2 separate regions of the Sus scrofa genome follow, and region 2 is linked to region 1. Evidence: chromatin contacts called from public HiChIP or PLAC-seq data. All regions are on one chromosome and are shown on one strand. Each heading gives the region's core, a stretch centred on a gene start, on an enhancer-like site or on the middle of the called end of the contact. The rest is flanking DNA. Distances are from core to core; before and after follow the strand shown.

Region 1 (6,266 bases), core at 2,767-5,266:
AGAAAGAGATGCCAATGAGAGAGGAGTCCCAGGATAAGTAGAATAGTCAAAGGATGGCTCCAGTTTTGCACCTGAACAAATGGAAGAAAGTACTCATCATCTGATAAGGAGAAGGCCACCAAGTAGAACAGATTTGGGGGACAAAATTAGAAATTCAATTTTTGGAGTTCCCTGATGGCTCAGCAGATTAAGGATCCACTGTTGTCATTGCTGTGGTGAGGGTTACTTCTGTGGCTAGGGTTCAATCCCTGGAACTTTGAGATGCTGTGGGCATAGCCAAAAAAAAAAAGAAATTCAATTTTGGACATGTTAGGTTGGAGATGTCTATGAGACATCCAAAGGGAGTTGTCAAAGAAAAAGATATGTGGGTCTAATATTTTAGAGAAAGGCCTGAGCTGGAGACTTAAAATTTTGGGTATTATTGACAGAAAGATGGTGTTTGAAGCCATGAGCCTGGGTGAGATTGTTAAAGGAGTGAATATGGATAGAAAACAAGAGGACCACTCTACTAGTGTTAAGGATTATTGGTGAGAAGACAATGAATCAATGCAGTAGAAGGGAAACCAAGAGAGAATGGTCTTCCCAGTACAAGTCCAGAAAGGGTGTCCTGGGGGAAGGAGTCTCTGGTCAGATGACACTGAGAAGCTGAGTAAGAGGAGGACTGAGAATAACAACCTATGACTGTTTTTTGTTGTTCTTGTTGTTTTGTTTTGTTTTTTTCCACACTCTGGGCATATGTGAATTCCAGGCCAAGGACTGAATTCGAACCACAGCTGTGACAATGCAGGATTCTTAACCCTTAACCTGCTACGCCACAGTAGGAACTCCTAGGTCACCAATGACCTTGATAAGAATAGTTTCAGTAGTGTGAGGGCGAAAGAATGGCTAGAGGGGATTAAGAAGAGAAAGAGAGGAAAGATAGTGCAGGCAGCTAGTATAGAAGATGGCTATTTTGAGGAATTTGGTGCAAAGGTAAGCAGAGAAGTGGCGAAGTAGCCGGTGGAGAAAATCTAAAGATGTAAGTGATGGAGTTCCCGTCGTGGCTCAGTGGTTAATGAATCCGACTAGGAACCGTGAGGTTGCGGGTTCGATCCCTGGCCTCACTCAGTGGGTTAAGGATCGGGCTTTGCTGTGAGCTGTGGTGTAGGTTGCAGACGTGGCTCGGATCCCGCGTTGCTATGACTCTGGCGTAGGTTGGCGGCTACAGCTCCGATTCGACCCCTAGCCAGGGAACCTCCATATGCTGCGGGAGTGGCCCAAAAAATGGCAAAAAGGCAAAAAAAAAAAAAAAAAGTCAAATAAATAAATAAAATTACTTAAAAAAAATGTGGGTTGACTCTTCTTGCAACACCCACAGCTTGTTGGTTGTCATTCCAGTCATTCTACCTCCATAAAATCTCAAATTTACTTCTCCTCCGGTCATTACCCCTGCCCTATCTCAGGCGCTTTTCATCTCTTATCTGCATTACTATAGTCATAGACCAGTGTGTCCGCCATGCTGCCACCAGCAGTCAGCCTGGGAACCACTGGCCCCACCATTCTCCCTTGCTGATTCCTTTCCTAAAGGAGGAGATGTCTGGGGGATAGATGTTATTTCCTGTGCCTGAATCAGAGTCCCAGCAGCAAAGAAAGAACACACTCCAATTAGAATAATGTGAGGAGAATTTATTAATAAAGGAAATTCGCCCCAAAGGAATGGACAGGGTGTAGGGAAACCATAAAGGTTATTGCAGTTGCCTGAGACTGGTAACTGGGGGTCCTGTTACCCATAGGTTTAAAGAGGGTCAGGAATAGAAGACAAAGCTTCTGGAAATCTCTGTGAAGCTAAAGAATGAGTTTTTCCCAAGCACCTAGAAAGAGAGTGGCCAGGGATAGAAACCACCCTCCCCAATAGATAGGGGAGTAAATCCAAGGTGTGAATGTGTGACTGAAGCATTTGGGAACCAACTGAAGGCCATGGGCATGATGGCTGGGGGCCACTCAGGGGGTTGGGACTATCCCTAATAGAGGTAAACATTTACAACAGAGTCTAGCATTCAGCAAACACTAAGGAAGTTGCTGCTGTTGTTAAATCCAGTTTGGAGAGAGGCTCTGTGAAAAGAAGAGAGATTACAGAAAAGAAGTGTCCCAGAGTTCCCGTCGTGGTGCAGTGGTTAACGAATCCGACTAGGAACCATGAGGTTGCGGGTTCGATCCCTAGCCTCGCTCAGTGGGTTGAGGATCCGGCGTTGCTGTGAGCTATGGTGTAGGTTGCAGATGTGGCTTGGATCCCGTGTTGCTGTGGCTCTGGCCTGGGCCGGCGGCTACAGCTCCTATTAGAGTCCTAGCCTGGGAACCTCCATATGCCACAGGAGCGGCCCTAGAAAAGGCAAAAAGACAAAATAAATAAATAAGTAAAATAAAATAAAATAAATAAAAAGAAGTGTCCCAAAAGCAGCTGGGGGAAGCATATTCAAGCTCTAGTCCTGGAGATACTAGGCTGAACTGAGTCCTGAGAATCAAGGCTGCCCCTATGTCAGGGGACAAGAATGCAAGCTTTCTTGGTTGAAAGACTTGTCATGACATCCCCTCTTCCCATCCTGGGGCTTCCCATCCTGTTAGCTTCAGCGGGCTAGCCTTCTGGTAAATGGGCTTTCTAAGGAGCAGGCCAAACTGCCTTGATCTATTGATGGAAAAATTCAGGTCTGCCTGACAGTTGAATTTCTCCATGCAAATTAATACCTGGGCTTCTGGGCTTTGTATTTCATAAGCCTTTATTCTGTCAAATGCCAGTTCTGCATAGGGATTTAGATCTACTCTGCGCCAATGAAATTAGGTCTTGGAGCCAGAGGCCTGCATATCATATCTTTCAAAACAGTCAAATTTAGGGAGTTCCCGTCATGGCTCAGTGGTTAATGAACCAGACTAGTATCCATGAGGATTCAGGTTTGATCTCTAGCCTTGCTCAGTGGGTTAAGGATCTGGCGTTGTCATGAGCTGTGGTGTAGGTTGCAGATAAGTTTCAGATCCCACGTTGCTGTGGCTGTGGTGTAGGCCGCCAGCTACAGCTCCCATTCGTCCCCTAGCCTGGGAACCTCTGTATGCCATGAGCGCAGCCCTAAAAAGACAAACAGACGAAAAACAGCCAAATTTACCTAACTTTATAGCACTACCTTGTGGCAGTCAATCTGCAATTGGGAAGAATAATGAGGGGGAGGGAAGTTCTAGTTATATAGCCAGGAAGGGGAATATGGGCTGAAGCCTTTGCCTCATCTTAAGCACCTCCTCCTTTAGGAAGCCTTCCTTGATCCCCATGCTCAACCCAGGCTGGAATCGGTGCCCTCCCATTCCCACTTCAGGGCATTGGTCACACTGATGGAGGAATATCTCTTTACTTATCCTGACTCACCTGAGCTTCTGGTAGGTAAAGACAACGTCTTACTTGTCTTTGAAGCCCAGGGGGATTGGTACTGAATATTCAGTTAATATTTCCTTGAATGCATGACTCAATGAATGAGACAGAGACAGAATGAATGAATTAATGAAGGACAAGAGGGTGGACTGTAAACTATCCAGGGCAGGAACCCCGACTGCATTGCCGTACTCTAATCCCCAGTGCCCAGCACAATGCCTGTCAGAATCAGTGAGCAAGGTCAAGCCCCCTTTACCTCTCCCCAGAACCCGACCCCGACCACCCCTCTCTCTTCGCGGCTGCTGGCCAAGACAGAACATCGTGACTCCGCAGCCGCAGCCGTACAAAGCAACAAGAACCGGGCTGTGCCTGGGCTTGTTCCCCATCGCTACATACAAGGGATTTTGTCTCCCCTGCTGAAGGAATTCGCCCAGGATAGGGGTGCCCCTGGCTCTGTCTAGCTAGGGTACCTAGGACCTGCAGAGACCAGTATCTCAGCCGGTTCAGGCTTGGGCTTCGGCTTCTTCCATGAGGGCGCCTCTGGCGATGGGACCCCCTCCAGAGAACAATCCCCAGGCGGCGCCACTGCGGTGCCGCGTCCCGCCGGAGCGGGGGGTGGGGGACAGAGGAGTGGGAGGTGGCGTCTGCGGCTTTCCGCACATCCTCTCTCCCAGGTTCCAACTCTGGCGCACACCTTGGAGCACCGCACTCTAAAAACTTTAGGAGTTTTCCCTCACTTGCGTCATGGAAAAGGCTGGAGGGTGACGGAGCCCGGGAGGCGAGGCGGCGGCTGGAGAGCTCCCCCGCGCGGCGCTTAAGCCTCTCCGGGCGAGAGGTGTCTCCCAGCGGGGCCAGATGGGCAGAGGGGTGCGGCTGCCCTAGGGGCTGGCCCTGGAGGCTTGCGGGCCCCCTAGTTCCAGTGGTCTCCTCGCTCGCGTATCCCGATCTCGGCGCGAGGGAGTGAAGGCGACGGCCAAAAAGAAAAGCTAAAAGTAGGCGGGAGCCGAGCTCTTGCGCCCCAGGCCCGCGGGAGGGCGGAGCCGGGCCGTCCTTGGCCAGCCAGGACGCACGGAAGTGCAGTGGAGTTTGCCCAATTCCCCAGCCTGCTTTTCCTTCTCTCTCCCTGTCCCCACCCCTCACCTCCCCCCCACCCCCACTCCGCTGTTCCCTCCTTCCTTGGGACGCCACCTCCCGGAATTGCCTTTTTTTGTTGTTTTGGAGCTGGCTTCTCTCTGGCGGCGCAGAGTGGCTGCGAACGCTGGAGAAGAAGGAGGGCTGGGGGCGCAGCCCGCCACCCACCGGCGCCCACCCGCCACCGGCCAACCGCCCACCGGCGGAACCCCGCGGGGTAGAGCAGAGGACCGACGGTCAGACGCCCGGGCGGGCTATCTGCACTTCGGAGCTGACTCGCCAAACTCCCTGTTGAGTGTTTGTGTGTACGCGAGGGGCGGGGGGTCTACGCGCCGGGGCCGGTTACCGCTGGGGTTACCTTTGGACGAGGGTCCTTGGACTCAGATCAGGGTCAGACTCAGGCTCAGAAACTGCTGAGGAATTAAACAAACAAAAGAGGCCACTCAGCTAGTGGCCAGAAGTCGCCTGAGCGCCTCGTCGCGTCCCCTTCTTCCCCGGGGAGGGGGCTGGCCACTTGGGGGCGGGGAGAGGACAACCGAGCGGGCTGGGGGCTGGGGGCGCGGCGGGCCGCCGGGGTCGAGGAGTTGGCGGCCTGTTGTGTAAGCCTCGGTCCTTGTTTTCCCGGCCTGGCTCGTTGTGAAGCCGGACACATCCACCCTTGGATTCGATTCAGGAGGCTGCTGCTTTTCTCCTTGCCCCTCTTGGATTTTCTGGATTTTTGAAAACCCAGTGGCCCAGGAAGAGGAGGAGGAAGGAGGAAGGGGCAGATCTGCGGAGGAATTTGAGAGCCTCCCGGGGCCTGAAGAGCCAGAAGGAGCTGGGAGCCAGCGCTGCCGCCGGGTTTCTGGGACGGTGGTTTCCAAGTGATTCTCTTCTATTTTAGAACACGTTCCAGTGGAAAGTGTCGAATTCTTGCCCTTTCAGAGCCGATTTCTCGAGTCACTTGACTTTTCTTCTGACTGTGGGAGGAGGAGAGACTCCCCCTCAGGGGCTGCGGAAGGAAGGGAGGAAGACTGTGGACATGAACCCTCCCTGCTCACAGGCATGTGCGGGGAGACCTGGTAGGTCGGTTTCTGACCTGTGGATATTGCTTTGAAGAGAGTGAGGCTGACACCATCTGTGGATACCGAGAACACCCCCCCCCCCAGGGGCGGAGAGTCCAAGGGCTGTGGCAGGCCTCTGCTTGCTGGTGCATCCTTGGACACCCTAGCAAGTGTCTCTCTCCAGTTTTGGGCAGGACCCTCTCCTCGTCTTTCTGTTCCACTGACCCAGCCATGGCACTAAAAGGCCGAGCCCTCTATGACTTCCGCAGTGAGAACAAAGAGGAGATCAGCATCCAGCAGGATGAGGACCTGGTCATCTTCAGCGAGACCTCCCTGGATGGCTGGCTGCAGGGCCAGAACAGCCGCGGTGAGACAGGGCTCTTCCCTGCCTCTTACGTGGAGATCATCCGTTCTGGCACGAGTGCCAACCATGCTGACTACTCTAGCAGCCCTGCAGGCTCTCTGGGCACTGAGGTGAGCTTGTATGACAGCTCCAGTGTGGCCAACCCTTCCAGGAGTGCTGGGGGCAGTGGCTTCCTCTCAAACCAGGGCAGCTTTGAGGAGGACGATGATGATGACTGGGATGACTGGGATGATGGCTGCACAGTGGTAGAGGAGCCACGGGCTGGTGGGCTGGGCACCAATGGGCACCCCCCACTCAACCTCTCCTACCCTGGTGCATACCCCAGCCAACATATGGC
Region 2 (6,266 bases), core at 2,269-4,768, 530 kb before region 1:
AGGAGGAGTGGACCACGGGGGCGTGGAAGAACCCACACGTGCAGCAGGCAGCTCAGAATGCAGCCATGGGGGCGGCGCAGGGTGCCATGAACCAGCCGCAGACTCAGTATTCCACCACCCCCAACTACACGTACTCCAATGAGATGTGAACCAACTGAGCCTACTGGGAGCTGGCTAGGGGCCTGTGGGACAGGGGCTCAAGCCACACGGTCTGTTGTGGTGACCAAGCAGGGTTCCCCCTTCCCTTTTTCTCCTTCCTGACTTTGTACAAAGAATCAGAGTTATATATATATATATATATGTATATGTATATTCTCCCCCTCCCCCACCCCGCCGCCACACCCTTTGGATTCTGCTCTCAGCACTCTGAGAGCTGTGGGCTGCACGTGGACCTGTCCCGTGCAGTGGTAGTTGTGTCTTTGTTCCCTTGTGAATAGTGTGTAGTGGAGGTCTCTGTTGTTGTGGTGCTAGATGTGTGTTTAGAACTAAACCAGCCCCCCATCCTCCACCAGGCTGCCCCCTCTGACCTTCGCCCATAGCAGAAAGCCTGGCCACTCCCAAGGGTTATGAGCTGAAACTGTTTCCACTTTTGGTCTTACTGGGAAGCAACAATATTTAGTACTCATGGGGCTGGTAGGTGGAAGGGTGGGGACCTGCAGGGGATCTTCCCTTGCTCCTTCCTGTCTGGCTTTCCCCACCCTAACCTCCTTCCCCTGTTCTCCTTTCCTGCTGTCAGATTCCTAAGGTCTCTTCTCCCACCCAGGTCTCTCTCTTCCCCATGTAGCTTTTCTTTGTCTCTCCAAGGCTGAGTGTCCCAGTTGTATCTGCTCCTGAGACTGAGACCATTCCTAGATCAAGGAAGCAGATGGGAACTGAGTCTTAGCCCTGATGTGGAAGGGCACAGAGCTGGAGGTGCAGTACCTGACTCCCAGGGAATGGAAATGCAAGGCAGGATCCTCTCTTCCCGGCCTTGCCTTCCCCTCCCCTTCCCAGAGCCCCCTTGAGCTCCTCTGCCTGTGTCCCTCCCCATACTCTTGGCTGCTTTGGCCTGATTCTCCTACCCTCTGCCTACTGTGTACTAGGTGGCATCTGCCATTCATGAGGGCAGATTCCACTGCCTTCCCTGAAGAGCTAAATAGTGTCTAGGCAATTTTCAGATGTAAAAATACTGCTGGAGCAGAGGGTATATAAATAATTACTGGTTCCTGGGTGATGTCTGGTTGGCCCAAGGCCACTAGGCAGGTGCTAGGTGTCTCTAAATGACCAGTGGTTTTCTGGAAGCAATCGCTGTTCTGTTTGGGTTTGATAGAAAGGACAGGCTCAGAGGGCTGGGCTGGGAGGGAAGATCAGAGGAGAAGGCAGGCAGGGCCCTGTGGGAGGGGATCATGTGTCCCTTGACCCCAGCTTTCTCTTCGTCATAGGGCAGTTCTGGGCACTTGAGCTCAAGGCCCAGGAAGAAGCCAGGCCCAATCCTACATGCAAGGACAATGATGGCAATGGGATTTCAGGTTAGGTGGGGTGGGAGGGGAGGCACTCTGGCTCTTGTTTTTCTTTTTTTTTTTTTCTCTTTTTTTAAATCAGATCAAGATCCCTTGCTCCCCTCTGCCTACCAGACTTGGTTCTTGGCCCTTCCTCCCCCTGTCAGAACTTCCTTTCCCTCCCAGGACAGTGATTGCAGGCCTATGGGGCTGTTCTATTCCAGGCATTGTGAGAATATTGCTGGTAGAGGCACTGGCTCTTTCAGAGACCTGGAGGGGAGTGGGATCTCATGCAAGGAGCAACTGCTCATTTCTCACTCACTGCCCCCACCTCCTACCTGGGCTACTTGGCTTGAAAAACCAAACACTACCTGGCCACTTTGGGTGGCTCCAGCTTAGAACACAACACCTGGATTTCCAGGTGCCATCCTGAACTTTGAGCTCCAGATACTTTGTTTTCTTATACAGGGAGCCAGGGCCTCTGGGAAGTTCTCTTCCTAATGGTCAGAGTGTGATTGACTCTTTACTCACTACCACTCTCTCTCTGGAAAGCACAGCCCCAGGTACCTAAAAAGAGACCCTAGGTCTAGGTTCTTCCTCCCCTTTCTTCTTCCCTAGCCCAGACCTCTGGCTACCTTTATCTCAGTCTCTTTGGTAGCTCCAAGAGTCCTGTGGTCCAGCTGCCAGCCCAGCATCCTTGAAATGTTGGATGCTCTCTCCAATCAATTTCCTGTCCTACCTGCCTTTCCTCTTTCCTGGCTCAGACCTATATGGCCATGATCTGGTTCTGCCCTTGGGAAAACCTGCTACCTGTGGGCAGCCCAGCTTGTCCAGGTTCTGGGATGCTGCATCTCCTGGCAACTATGCATTTTCCTGGGAAGGGAACCAATATGAGAAGTGGGGCTGGGCACAGATTCATCTCTGCTGGATGGCCTGGCATGAGGGTGGAGGAAGGCCCCGAGAATCCTCAGATCTGTGGCCAGCCAGTGACCTGCTTTTGCGTTCTGCTGGTGCCCATTGCCCTTCTTTGTTTCTGGGAGACACAGACCATTCTCCATCTGGCAGTTGATCTGCTGAGCCAATGTATCTGTCTGTGATAACTGAGTGAACCATAATAAAGGGGAACATTTGGCCCTCTGTGTCCTGCTGTGTCATGTGTCTTCATGTGGCCCCATGTGGAGCCTCAACATAGGCTGTGGGGCATATAGGTAGAGTGTGTCAAGGGGGTCTGTGGCCAAAGTTCACACACCTCTGTGAGGTTCTTTCGCTGAGGCAGTCTTGAAGTTGCCATAGAGGCCTTCTGCCTTTTAGAAGGAGGAGTTCCCTGAGTCAGATGTAGAAGGCTGGATCAGTGGGTGAGGGGTGGTTTGGGCCAGACTGTCACTGTAGGCAAGGGCAGGGGTAGAGCACAGAGGTCCCCACCTCCACTCTCATCGAAGGAGATCAGCAACTGATTGAGCAGCCTCAAGGAACATAAGGGGATCCGGAGGCCTGTGGATGCTGGAGAATGAAGACAGGGAAGTGTAGCCAACATACACTTTCTGCTGCTTTCCTTTTGCCAATGCTGTGTCCCCCACGTGGAGGGCTGTTCTGGCACTCCATCCAAGCTCCTGGTATCTTTCAAGATCCACCTTGGGTGGCTCCTCTGAGAGGACTTCGCTGCCTCTAGCTGTTACTTAGGTCCCTCTGCTTCCTCATAGACCTCATTCTGTACAAAATTCCCTGTTTGTCTCAAGAGCAGGGAAGAGTCTGATTTATCTCTATCCTGTGCACTTAAAACATATAAGAGGCTCAGTAAATATTAAGTGCCTCAGTGGTGAGAGCATGAGATTGGGGGTGGGGAGTGAGGAGGTCAGGTAATCAGGCTAGACCCAGGAGAGAGCACAGGAAATAACGAACCTGGCAGTAAGGGGTCCCCCGCAGCACTCTCCCAAGTGGACTACAGCTCCCAGAAGGCTGCGCGTTCGCGTAGGCTGCCAGCGGCTCTGGAAACGTTGCGTGCAGCCAGAATCAGCGGGAGGAGCGGCCGAGGTATCGCGGTATTTGGGGGCTGCCCCCGAGACACGCCTGCCGCGGGTGAGGAGTCAAGTGGGTCGTGGGGTTTGGTTTCTCGCACTGGGGCGGGAGAGAGGCTGGAGTAGCTTCGTTGGTGACCTTGGTTCCGTGCCTGTGTGTGTCTGCTCACTTTCCGTGCGCGTGCGCTGCGGGTCTGCGGCTGTGTGTGTGTGTGTGTGTAGGGGCTGTGGAGCTTGTGGCGCCGGAGCGTTAGGAATCCCTTTGCATCTCTGTCCTGAGGTGGGGGGTTTATATCTTCGCCCCCACGCTTTTTGCAACTCTGCGATTGCCTAGTGCCATTTAATCTAGCTTAAAAGGTGGCCCTGTCAGTTCCCCACATTTGCCGCTTGCCTTAAAAAAACAAAAAACAAAACCCGCTATCCTGCTTTCAAAAATGAATGGGGACCGCGCAAAGTACAGACTATCTTACAAGTTGGTAAACTAGAAAAAGGAAAACCTTAGGATATTGCAGTTTTCCCCTAACTCTACTTAAAAGTGCTGAATGACTATTCAAAATGAGAGTGAAGGAATTCCAGTTGTGTGATTCACGAGGTAATGTACCCGATTAGTATCCATGAGGAGGCGGGTTCCATCCCAGGCTTCGCTCAGTGGGTTAAGGATCCAGCATTGCCCGTGAGCTGTGGCGTAGTTCGCAGAGGGGCTCGGATTCCCCGTTGCTGTGGCTGTGGTGTAGGCCAGCAGCTGTAGCTCCGATTAGACCCCTAGCGTGGGAAGTCCATGTGCCGCACCTGTGGCCCTTAAAAAAAAAAAAGGGAAGAAAAAAGAAAGAAAAAGAGAAAAAAAAGAGGAAAAATTTTGTCAGCGAAAAACCTCATGCTGTACTTTGAGGTATTGGAGGCCGTTGCCAGATAATAGGCAGGAGAGATTCCCAGGTTGGGGAAGTGGTGGGGATCTTGCGGCAGGAGTTTTCCACATCTCTCCCAATGGTTGAGAGGTGGCAGTACTGTCAGTCCCTTGCTAGTAGCGCTGTGTGTGCATGTTATATTTACCTATGTATCCTTAGCATGTGGCCTTGAGGTGGGGTACCTAATGAGACTCTAGGAGCAGCAGACTCAAGCATGCTTGCCTGGGTTTGAGACAAGAGCAATCTTAGCAGAATGTCAAGACCTTGAGCTCTCTCTGAAGAGTTCCTTGCCTTTCCTTGGAAGAAGGAGTTTAAAATGCCCCTGTGGCCACATGACTCCTTTTAACGACTTTGGGTTTGGGGGCAGAGTGCCACTATGAGCTATAACTGTTTAGTTATTACTGGAGCAGAGTTGTATTGACTGGTGGGAGATGAGGCCGGAGCACAAGTCTGGGGCCAGTAGTGAGGAACTTTGATGTTAGGCTAAAGGATTCAAGCTCTTAATGGATCCTGGATCCCTGCTCACCCACCCACCCACCCATACCCCCACCCCCGAATTTGGTTCTGCTTTTTCCTAGGCCCTCGCTCCTCATGTTCCTGTGTTGTGCTGGGCTCATACTCCATCTGGCCTCTTTTTTTAGCCCTGGTTCTGCTCTGGCTCCTCACGTGCCCATATTGTGACTGGCAGATATTCCTAAAACCTTTGCTTAACTTTGCCCTAATTAAACTAATTAGAGAAGAGACTCACACATCACAGCCCTGCCATGCTGAAGCTCTTTACTCTGTCTGGCCCTGTCTTCCTAAAGGACAGAGAGGCTGCCATTTTTCTGGCTGTGGCTGCATGCATGTGGCTACCTGCATGGCTTGGTGTCCTAGGAGCTTGAGGTTCAATAAGCATAGCCTTCAGGCCTGTAACCTCTCTGCCTGCCAACTCTTTCTGCTGCTCAAGAGTTCCTGTGAGTACAGCAGGGCTCAGGAAAATGAAGTGCTGTCTACAGCTACCTTGGCTGTGCAAATAGATGTTTCTAGCAGGGACTGGGTAGAGCAGCAGGCTTACTGGTTTGGGATTTGTTCTTTATTTGAGAATAAACAAAGAACTAAAAATTAAAAAAAAAAAGAACTCCTGCCAACTGTTGCCCTCCATGATCCTGTTAGATTGACCTGGTCTGAACTTGCTTTCAAATTTGGTTAAATTATCCACTTTCTTTCCTTTTTTTTTTTTTTTGTCTTTTCTGGGGCCGCACCTGTGGCATATGGAGGTTCCCAGGCTAGGGGTCTGATTGGAGCTGTAGCCGCCAGCCTACGCCAGAGCCACAGCAACTCGGGATCCGAGCCACGTCTGCAACCCACACTGCAGCTCACGGCAACGCCGGATCCTTAACACACTGAGCAAGGGCAGGGATCGAACCCGCAACCTCATGGTTCCTAGCAGGATTTGTTAACAACTGAAGAATGTTTTCTGCTTCTTAACACATATGATTAGCATAATGAAAGAAAAATCATGAAAAGGGTAAACTTTGGTTTATACTCATACTTTTACAATGGGCTAGATGTTCTCATATTTCTAGTTACCTCAGATATTTCCCATATGAGCTTGAAGAAGTTACAGTATCTAGGGTGGCATAAAAAGTGGCCAGGGGAAAATTTACATTTAGATTTTAATTTTTTGTTGTTGTCTTTTTGCCTTTTCTAGGGCCACTTCCCGTGGCATATGGAGGTTCCCAGGCTAGGGGTCTAATCGGAGCTGTAGTCACCAGCCTACGCCAGAGCCACAGCAACGCGGGATCCGAGCTGGCTCTGCAACCTACACCACAGCTTATGGCAACACTAGATCCGTAACCCGCTAAGTGAGGGATCGAACACCACAA

Evidence for each region. HiChIP or PLAC-seq counts read pairs in DNA pulled down with a chosen protein or histone mark.
Region 2: an H3K27ac HiChIP or PLAC-seq map of alveolar macrophages shows a contact between it and region 1. The contact joins the promoter of PPCDC here to the promoter of SNX33 in region 1. A contact is called at or near these places in 1 of 5 promoter capture datasets (fetal skeletal muscle), 8 of 47 Hi-C or Micro-C datasets (blood, embryonic fibroblasts, heart right ventricle and 5 more) and 2 of 2 datasets of contacts at active chromatin or transcription factors (alveolar macrophages and skeletal muscle).

Annotation. Positions count from the first base shown.
Region 1 is chr7:58,013,348-58,019,613 of Sscrofa11.1, reverse strand. SNX33 (sorting nexin-33) reads left to right here and starts at 4,016. Exons shown (of 2, transcript XM_001929226.7): 1 at 4,016-6,266. The coding sequence starts at 5,797.
Region 2 is chr7:58,546,543-58,552,808 of Sscrofa11.1, reverse strand. PPCDC (phosphopantothenoylcysteine decarboxylase) reads left to right here and starts at 3,518. Exons shown (of 6, transcript NM_001243368.1): 1 at 3,518-3,554. SCAMP5 (secretory carrier-associated membrane protein 5) reads left to right here. Exons shown (of 7, transcript XM_001924572.4): 7 at 1-2,619. The coding sequence ends at 149.